2 separate regions of the Sus scrofa genome follow, and region 1 is linked to region 2. A link is a contact called in public promoter capture Hi-C data. All regions are on one chromosome and are shown on one strand. Each heading gives the region's core, a stretch centred on a gene start, on an enhancer-like site or on the middle of the called end of the contact. The rest is flanking DNA. Distances are from core to core; before and after follow the strand shown. Region 1 has its middle 31 kb from the start of TIMM21. Region 2 holds the start of CNDP2 (carnosine dipeptidase 2).

Region 1 (5,276 bases), core at 175-2,674, 240 kb after region 2:
AGGAGCAGAGGGAGGGTCCCCGTCAGACTACATGGCATGGCTTTTGGAGAAAATATATTTTGTTTTTGCCTTTTCTAAAATTAAAAATAACTTTTAAAGGGTTTCACAAAGTGAAGTTTCTTACAGTGTTTGATAGGTTCCTTTAGCTCTCTAGTGCGGTCAGGTCTTGGGATGACCCTGGTTTTTCATTTGTTTGTTTTCTGTAATAAATTCCAATGGTGAACAAATCTCTTGAGAGAGTGTGGGGGTGATTTTGGAATCCCTAACTCTCAAGCAATAAACACAAGAAAATCACCCCTAACTCTCAAGTAATAAACACAACAATAGTGTACAGGTTGCCTCACTCCGAACAAGAAATGGCCTGCTGTTTTATATCGGGTCATAGTTCACACTCCCACTGTGAATTTTTTACTATTCTAAGTCATCTATTTCTTTCTTCTTTCTTTCTTTCTTTCTTTCTTTTCTTTCTTTCTTTCTTTCTTTCTTACTATTCTAAGTCATCTCTTCTTTCTCTCTCTCTCTCTCTCTTTCTTTCCTTTTCTTTTCTTTTCTTTTTTTGGCTTCTTAGGGCCACACTGGGGCATATAGAGGTTCCCAGGCTAGGGGTCCAATTGGAGCTACAGCTGCCGGCCTACACCACAGCCACAGCCACGCCATATCGGAGACGCATCTGTGACCTACACTGGAGGTGTAGGCAATGCCGGATCCTTAACCCCCGGAGCAAAGCCAGGGATCGAACCCGCAACCTCATGGTTCCTAGTAGGATTCGTTTCCGCTGTGCCACGATGGGAACTCCTCATCTATTCTTTTTTTTTTTTTTGTCTTTTTGCTATTTCTTGGGCTGCTCCAGCGGCTATGGAGGTTCCCAGGCTAGGGGTCGAATGGGAGATGTAGCCACCGGCCTATGCCAGAGCCACAGCAACGTGGGATCCGAGCCGCGTCTGCAACCTACACCACAGCTCACGGCAACGCCGGATCGTCAACCCACTGAGCAAGGGCAGGGATCGAACCCACAACCTCATGGTTCCTAGTCGGATTCGTTAACCACTGCACCACGACGGGAACTCCTCATCTATTCTTGAAGACAAGGATTAACTCTTGCTCAGCTTAGTGGCCTCAATGTCCAGCACAGACTTTTACAGAATACACGCTGCAGCGTTTAAATATCTGCTGAATTCATGGAAGCTGTGTGAATAACTTTGTACTTTAAATTTAATTGGATTTCCTAGGGGATCTTGCGATTGAAATGAATACTATATATAGAATGAATACTAAAGAGACCAAATCTTTAAAAGACTATGTAAAGAAACAATTGCCTTAACAGAATGCCTTTATAGGGTTAAGTACCAATTTACTGAATTTCATGAACTGAAATTCATTTTAGCGGGTGTCCGTGGCCCTCTGGTGGCCGCAAAGGGTCAAAGCATCCGTTCTGGTCTCAGGAAACCTCCCTTAAGATGACTGATCAGAGAGAAGTGGGGCAGAACAGAACCCAGGAAGCCAAAATTTTCCAGCAGCAAAGGTGTGATCTACTTCAACAGGAGCTTGGCCTTTTATGGGACTCCCTGTTACCCTCCCTCTGTTTAAAAAACTAAGAAACAAAGACCCTAAAGTCTTAGGTGCCTGGGAAGCAAAAGCTAGAGTAACCTCTTTTGAGCAAATAGAATTCTGAGCATATTGGTGCCACTTCCTGAAAGTTAAACACAGCCCAATACAGAGGGAAGTGAGTCCTGTCTTCTCTACCTGCTTTTCTCACGTCTGCGCTGGGCCGACTGGAAAGATAAGGGTAACAGTCATTGCGCTGTATGTTTCAGAATATTATAGACGGACAGCTTTGTTTCCATTTCCCAATTTCCATTATGTGAAATTGCTCTTTTTAAGCGGTTAATCATTCTGGATCTGGGAAAGCTGTCAGTGTACTTGTGTTCACAAAGGGCAATCAGCAGTGTGTTCCTTTCCCTTAGGGCCCAGGGAGGAGGTGAGGAGGGGGAGGCCCTTACCTACAGCACACACTTTTGGGGATATGTGTGCCACAAACGCAGTAATCAAGATAACATTTTAATGAAATATTTTGAAACTCAAAATTAATGCAAAATACCCATGACAAATAAAATGTCAATGTGTTAGGTAAAGACAGGGACAGTAGAACTGATTTTTCTTTCCCTGTCAGCCTCCAGTGCGGCTCGGCTAGGCACTGCTTTCTCATTGCTGGCTTTTGTTAAGAAGCAATGTCTTCGAGTGGCTGAGGGCCCACCTCTGAAGCTGAGACACCTGGGTTTCACCAGATGCTGCTACTTACTAGCCGCATGACATTGGGCGAAGCTCATCAGGTGGGAACTTAAGCGTGAAGAATCCTTGCAGGCTGGGTGGGACAGAGGAGAGATTGGGGTGAGAGAGGGATGAGGCCCACTCCATTAATGCTGAATTTGAAGACGGAGGATGGGGACCAGGAGTCAGTCATGGGATGGGAGAGGCCCCTAGACTAAGCTGGGAATGGCTCCCAATGACAAGCAGTAAAAAAGAGTGACTTTCGTCCTACAACCTCAAGGAATTGAATTTGCCTACAATCAAATGAGCAAGAGAACAGCTTCTCCCTAGAGCCCACAGGAAGGATCATGGCCCTGCTGACACCTGATGTTCACCAGGTAAGAACCATGTTGGACTGATGACCCACAGAATGTCAGATAATAGATCTGTGCTGTTTTAAGTCATTAGGTTTGTGGAAATTTGTTATGGCAACCATAGAAAATGAATCCTTTCCGAATGGTGGAGGTTGGGGTGTTGTCATGGTTTGCCAACATCTACAGGTGCTGGCAGGTAATACAAGGCGATGACACCACACTGGTGAGTGTGGGGTTTGTGGGCAGGCATCAATGTTGTCTGCCAGAGTTCTCAGTGAACAAGATGGAAACACAAACACACACATGCACACACACACACACACACGTATGCACATGTGCACACACAAAGGGGAGCAATGTGAGAGCAGCAATCAGACATATATTTCTTTTTAAAAACCACCTACGTATAATTTCAAAGTTTACCAGTAGGTCACCATAAATGGAATGATTGTCCAAGTCCCAGGATTGTTAGGAGGGCTGTTCCAGATGCAGATGGAATATGGCTTATCTTATGGACACGGTTTTACCTTTTTGCTTGATTGGACTGTATTTCAATTAGTCACTCTTAAAGGGCTTGTACAGTGATGCTAAATAACTTGATATTGATTTCCTCCTGTCTGTTTTGAGGTGGGGAGTGAGAACGACTGTAAGAGTTAAAGGACACTGATAAAATAAGAGCCAAATAGTTATAGCTGTGAGACAGGTAGTGCCAGACTATCTACTTTGGACAGAAACCTACTTACCCTCGGGCAGTGCAAGCAGGTATTTCTTGAATCCAGAGAGAAGCCCCAAGTCATCAAGTATCTCATGCTAACTATTTATAGCACTTTGTCCTTTTTTAAAAAAAAAAATTTTTTTTTCTCTTTTCATTCTACCAGTTCCATTAATAGTCTTAGCCACTCCTATGGCATCAATATTTATACGTCTTTTCCAAATCTTTTTGGAAGAAAGCATTTTCCAAATATTCAGCCAGTCTATATTCTTTATTCAATATTTCCACCTAGATACCCCATAGTTATTTCGAAACTTAATACAGCCAAAATGGGACTCATTATTTCTATCCCCAAATTCTGTTAGCCTTAGCTTTGCCTATCTGTTTCTCCCCTTTGTATCATTTGATGAAGGACTTGAGTCCGTTTATAAAAATACATATACTACCAAAGGTCAACATAAGTCATTGAATATAGTCTAGCCAAAAGGGAATTATTAAAAGCAAGCAGGTAACATTAGCACACAGAAACGAGTACTAATTGATCCTCTGAAAATGATTAAATGAGTCTCAGATTTAGCCCTAAGCTTCCTAGCAGCCAAAGAGAATCTGGAACCACACTCAGTTATAAGATTTGTTAGCTGCCCAATATTCCAACCAACTCAATTTCCAACATAGGGTTTCCTGCTTTGACCTGAGTGAAATTTCACCCAACCAAGGGGAGCTTTCTATGACGCGGTTAATGATGCCCTTGGGGCCTCTATTAAAATATTCAGTTTCCTAGATCCTTGTGCAAACAGAGTGAACATGTGACCCAGTTCTGGTTTAAGGAGATACAGGCAGAAGCCGCTGCTAAAGGCACCTCTTTCCAAATAAAAAGAGGCTTTTTAAGGACAAGGCTCTTCTGCTTCCCCTCTGCCTGGGGCCATCATGTGTCTCATGGTTAAGAAGATGGAGCAGACAGACTGAAGGACCTTGGGTCCACAAAGGCAGCTAGAAACACTGGGGTTATTCCTGCTTGTTGACCTATAAACTCCTTACATATGAAAAATAACCTTGTTTAAGCCACGTTTTTAGAGTTATTACTTGCACCTGAACACAATCCTAATTGATAAACTATTCCTATGATAAATACTGTGTTAGTTTCTAGGGCAACCACTACAAATGACCACAGACATGGTGGCTTAAAACAGCAGGTTCTCCTCTCAGTTCTGGAGGCAGGAGGTCTGAAGCTAGGGTGTTAGGGCCATGCTGCCACTGGGGGCTCTGGGAAGGATCCTTCCTTGCCTCCTGCAGGTTCTGGTGGTTCCAGGTGTACCTTGGTGTTCCTCAGCTGGCACCTAATTAACTTTCAACCCTGCCTCCATCTTCACATGATCATTTCTCTCTGTGCCTTTGTGTCCTCCTCTGTCTCTATAAGGACATGAATCATTCAGTATGACCTCTGGATGACTTAACTAATTATAACTGCAAAGATCTATTTACAAATAAGATCACATGCTGAGGTTCCAACTGGACAGGAATTTGGGGGGGACACCAACACAGTGCAAATACCATATCAATCTTTGTGTGGTTCCCATTCTTGCTGACTGTTGCCCACGAAGGCAGGATGGAAGACTGTAGACCCCACATGCCACATGCAGTTCTGATATTCAGTGGAAAAATAATTGGATGGGAAAGTGGCAAATTGTGGTTGCCCCTCAGGATTAATTTCACACCCCCACAACTCAGTAACCATGCTGTGTGAGTTCATGTAGACCCAAACCCAGCTCTAGTTGTGGGCACTGTTTACAGTGATGGTTCAGGCATCAACTAGACTTTTTCCTTAAACCATTCAGTCCATTGCTTTACTCTGGCCATAGAGATTCAAGGGGGTGTGTGGTCTATACGGGTGCAGAGAATGAAGATTTGGTGGTTGGAGAAAGAGATGTTCTTTATCCCTCTGT
Region 2 (5,140 bases), core at 862-3,361:
AAGATAATAATCCCAGAAATGGGGCTTTCAAAATTGGTTCTCCCCCACTTCCTTCAATGGACAACTCAGATTCCATCAAATGGCAAAACCCAAACCTCAGCACTGACTGAAAGGAGTTCAGTGACTCCTTTCAGAGCAAATTCAGCACTGCAGGGACAGGAAGAATTTCACAACTGCAGCTGTGGAGTCACAAGACCCTACCACATCCATGTAGCTCTGAAGTGGGACACCAGAGAAGTGGCTGTGTATGGACACACCGAATTACAGAGAATTTTCTTCTTGGTAGAGGATTCTGAAGTGACTTCTAAACAGAGGACAGACTTTGTCCACTGAGATAGTAAGCTTGGTAGCTGCTCAACAGATCAAGGATGTGCAGCTTGAGTTTAGTAAAGGCAATCCTCTTCCAACAACCACAACAGAGCATGAAACAGTTAAATATCTCCCTGCCAACTCAGATTGTTTCAGCCTTTTGGAAGACAAGGTTCATAAATGCATACACTGCATAGAAGTCAGATTTTCAATCATAAAGGAAAACCTATTTAGCAGAACAGTATGCTACACCAGATACTCTTCATTTGAGTTCCTGGTCATTACACAGCACAAATTCCATGCTCACTGTGATATATTCTCATTAGCATTATGCTTTTTGCAGCCCAGTTAACCAATCGCCTTCCAGCTAAAGTCAAATATATAGCTATCTAAGTTGAATCTTTAACCAAAGGAGAGTAAACAGAGACTGGATTATTCAGCTCTTCCTGCCACCTCACCAGGTGGAAAAACAACATCTCTGAACTGCTAACTGGGTCAGAGAGGTTAGGCCAGAGCCCCTTTCTCCCTCCCATGCACAGTTATTCCTGTTTCACCAACTGGCCAGTACCAAAGCCATTACAACGGACTACTTTTTTCTGGGGGGCTAAGGTGGGGGGACTTGCACCATGACATGCAGAAGCTCCCAGAATCCCCACCACAGCAATGACTTGAGCCACAGCAGTAACAACGCCAGATACTTAACCTGCTGAGCCAGGAGGGAACTCTAAATGGGGACCACTTTTATATGCCCTGGTGAACCCCATTTATTAGGGTAAAAGCATTGAGTTGGAGTGAACAAAAGCAAACCCTATTGTCTGGAAGTAAACACCAGCCTCACTCCCTTCTTGGAATCTAAGGTTCCTGGGGAGTAAAGTAACTTCAACACTGAAACTCCAGTGAGGGGAAGAAGGGCTGGTGGTACCACCTGGAACCACCCAGCAATCCCTACAAAGATTCTTTCAGTTCTGAGGCTCCATCCTGACCTCCTTAATTCAAGGCACATGCAAAAGTAAAGGGACTCTTGAATGAGGGCTTCAGCTCTGTGTAAAAACCACTGCAACAGGAGTAGGAACCTCTGATTTGCTCAATCTAGAACTTTAATCCCAAACATACAGTTCTACAAAATTATTCCTCACCACCCCTCCCTGCAAACACCAGGGATGACAAAGGCATAAATAAAATCTCCGCCGGGTCGCTGAGTCAGCACCAGGTTCCCGCGCGGGCGAGGGCGGGTCGGAGGCCCAAGGACTCAGGACAGGCCGACGCAGGACCAAGCATCACTCCCGGAGACTGCCTCAGGGCAGCCACGTGCAACCTCCCAGCCTTAAGTGAGGGTGGAGACCCTGACCCCGGGCCTCCGACCCTGAGCGCAGGCCGTCCTGCAACACCAACCTCAGGCCTCCGCCAAAGGTCTCTGCAGCCGAGAGACAGGCTTTAGTTTTCTGCGGGCCTCACTGTTGCGGAGGGCGGGGGTGGGGAGGGGTTGCTCACAGGCGGGTCAGTGTGCGTCCTCCCCGCCGCCGCCCCGGACCCCATTCTGACTGGAGCGGGCCGCATTCTGAGTGGACGCCCTCTTCTCCCGTCAGGGCCGGCCACAGGCCCCTCAGAGCTGGCCTGGTCCCTGGCCCGCCGCGCAGCGACCGGTCTCCCCTGCCTGCCGGGAGGCGGCCTGGACCCCACGCTCCCGGCCTCGGCCCTGCTCCCGCCGCCTGCAGGAACCTCCCTGTCCACAGGGACCTCCTTCCCCGGGAAGGCCGCTCACCAGCCAGCTGCTACAGCTCGGGTTCCGCACCACGTGTCTCGGTCACGCCCCCTGTGCGGGCCCGCCCCGCAGCCGCCCCATCCACCAATCCCAGACCTCGACCGGAGCACTGGCGTATCCCCGCCTCGCCGCCGTGCAGTCCGCCAATCCCGGACCTGGCCGGAAACTGCGCCGCCCCGCCCTCCGCTGTTCGGAGCGCGGCGCCGGCAGGAGGCGAGGCTGAGACCTGGGAGGCCAGGGCTTAAAAGCGCGAGCCCGGCGGCGATCTACTTTGGTCTTCCGCCTTTTGCCTCAACCGTGGGGTTGGAGAGGTAGTGTTTTGTGTGAAGTGGTCCGGGATTGAGGTGCCCACACCCCCCTACCCAGAGTCCCCATTCCCGCGGGTTCCTGAAGCATGTTTTCCTGGTCACACAGGTTTCCGTTTCACGTATCTTTGGCACTTTGTTCACCAAGCCTTCACCGTTACTAAGAGGAATTATTTTAGTATTTAGATCCAGTAATCCTAGGAATTAATGAAGAAAGTAGACCCACCATTTACTTATTGAGCGTCTACTATTTCTCCGAGGGTGTGATTATCTCCTTTAGAGCATCACCCAAAAAATTTGGGAAAGATTTTACCCTTCCCATATTCTATGTTGTTGTTGTAGTTTTAATGACAATTTTATAGTTGGAATGGATGTAGTTCCTCACATCCTGTAAATATTTTTAAATAAGATTACTTAAATTTTTACATGGTTTGTTTTTCCCTTGAAATTCTGTTTTCATCAATATCCGTTGCAGAATTTTTTTTAATTGCAGCATTTCATTTATAAATCATTAAATATCATTTATACTTGATACTATTAATGATACTGTTATACTTTTATACATTTGTACAATATGTATAAAAATTTAAATCAGTATTTACTTTCCTGTAACTAGAAAATTCTGTTAATTTTTTTCTCTTCTAGATTAAATTCTTATTACAATTATTAGTAGTACATGATTGATTAAAAACCACCTACATATATTATACACTTTTGTAAGTAATTTGAATTTATTGGACATATATCCTTCACTCAAATCTATTAGGCTTTAAAAAAATTAGTTCGGCTATCTATAAATGAGATTCTTGATGGAATGAGACTGAATTTGGTGAAAAACATGGCAAAAAGTGATTTAGAGTAAAATCTGTAACACATTACCTGTTTATTAAAATTTTACGGGTATGTGGTGGTACTAAATAAGAGCAAAGAGGAAGCTTGGGTACAAGTAAAAAGTGAATATGCCCACAACATTGTAAATCAATATACTTTAATAAAAGATAAAATTAAAACTGAATATGCATTTACAGTACCTAATAATCATTTGAGAAACGTTAATGAAAATATTTCTCCTGCAAATCTGAATAAAAGTTAAGAAAATGCAAATTTTTATCTTGATGTAGAACCCTTATATTTGAAAATATAATGTTAATTGTCAGCAGATGGAACTTTCTACCTCCTGCCCTTGAAAGAAAGCAAAATATGCAACAGACAGGTGGCCTTGAGTAAGGAGGCATTCTCTAATAGCATACTTTCAAATTGTATTTCAAATTGCCCTTTCGTTTGGAGAATTTTGGCTTTTAAAGAATTAGTACAGAACTTAGAACATGCCTGGCATTGAGTATCTTGATCTCTTCAGGCTGCTATGACAAAAATACCAAAAACTGAGTAGCTTATAAACAACAGAAATTTGTTTCTTCTGATCTGGAGGCTGGAAGTCCAAGATCAAGCTGCTACCAGATTCAGTGAGCTAGCTTCTCATAGATGGGGGTGGTCTTTTCAACATAAGCAGAAAGTTCTCTGGGGTCTCTTTTGTAAGGACACTAACCCCATTCATGAAGACTCTGTGAATAGATGTGAAATTTGGGCAGCTGGAATTGGTGATCTTAAAACTTTTGGATCCTTCTTTAAAAGTCTTCTGCCCCTGGCTATTTCTGTCTGAAGACCCCTGCCTTACAAAGCGGCTCATATTTAAACCCAAGGGTGCGCATCTGAATATCTCCAGCAGGCGGCACTGCAATCCATTCCTTCTTGAGTAAAGGATGCTTTGCAGATTGCTCCCTAGCCACAAACCTGATTCCTCACAGGTTACACTTTGCTCCAGGGTAAGGACCATAGCCAGTGTGTCTTCTGAGCCCCCAGTTAGGCTCTTAGATCCCAGGGAGAGAGGGAAGCACGCAGGGGCTTGGTAGAGGTGCCCAGGGACAGCTGGGTGCCTCGAGGGCCAGTGTTCCCTCAGATGACTCACTGTCACCTGGGGAGTCCACAGCATTGGTGCCTGTTTTGTGTCCTCCATGAGTCTGCTTCCACTTTCTGCTCAAGTTGAAATTTGTCTCAAGTTGAAATTTCCCCAAAGAGAGAACAGTTGGTTTAGTAAGCCACCATTTGGAATCAGTTCACCTGCAGGGCAGAAGGCCTGGCCAGGTTCCTACCTCTCCTGCCTCTGAGTCAGTTCCCTTGGGTGGCACCTGAGCTGGCCAAGGGGTCGACATCATAGCTCAGCGGGTGCTAGGTGCTGCAGGAACCCCAGAGACAGGCATGGTCTAGGCTTGACTAAGGACGGGGCAACTTGACTGTGAAAGGGGGCCCTGCTTGGCCTGCTCTCCAGCCTCAGAGGATGAGTAAGACAAGTATTCAATGTACTCTGTATATAATTTACTGTATGTATCACTTTGCTGCTGATGCTGGAAGCCGGATGTGCAGGGTTGTGGAACGGGGAGGCAGAGCATTGTGACTCTTCTCCCAGGTCACTACACGCATAAGATACACCTTGTTCAAGAGGACAATCTGAGGCAGCAGAGGAAAGGACAAAAGAAAGAATAGCTTTGCATATACATTCACCGTCCACACACTCTCCCAGTTCTTAGTGAGCACCTACTGTGCGCTGGGCACTAGGCTCATTCGGGACTTGCAACCCATTCTGTTACAGTTTGTGCAACACAACTGCAACTTTCAGAACACTTTCCCAGAGTGTTAGGTTGTGAAGGTCTGTGTGGCACTCTCTGGGCTTCTGAATAAATGCATAAAATTCTATTTTTGAAAGTGA

What was found. Promoter capture Hi-C pulls out the DNA fragments that hold promoters and counts their contacts.
Region 1: a contact with region 2 is called in a promoter capture Hi-C map of fetal liver, with 5 times the contacts expected there. The contact joins the enhancer-like site here to the promoter of CNDP2 in region 2. A contact is called at or near these places in 5 of 5 promoter capture datasets (fetal liver, fetal skeletal muscle, liver and 1 more), 18 of 47 Hi-C or Micro-C datasets (brain, embryonic fibroblasts, epiblast stem cells and 11 more) and 2 of 2 datasets of contacts at active chromatin or transcription factors (alveolar macrophages and skeletal muscle).

The regions. Positions count from the first base shown.
Region 1 is chr1:149,821,832-149,827,107 of Sscrofa11.1, forward strand. No RefSeq gene overlaps it. Among named protein-coding and RNA genes, the nearest start is that of TIMM21, 31 kb to the right of the region's middle. Within about 2 kb of position 1,425, at least 7 of the 83 cell types and tissues checked have an H3K27ac peak or open chromatin away from gene starts, as enhancers often do. A contact at or near this core is called in fetal liver and liver, where this site is marked.
Region 2 is chr1:149,582,208-149,587,347 of Sscrofa11.1, forward strand. CNDP2 (carnosine dipeptidase 2) reads right to left here and starts at 2,112. Exons shown (of 12, transcript NM_001243707.1): 1 at 2,072-2,112.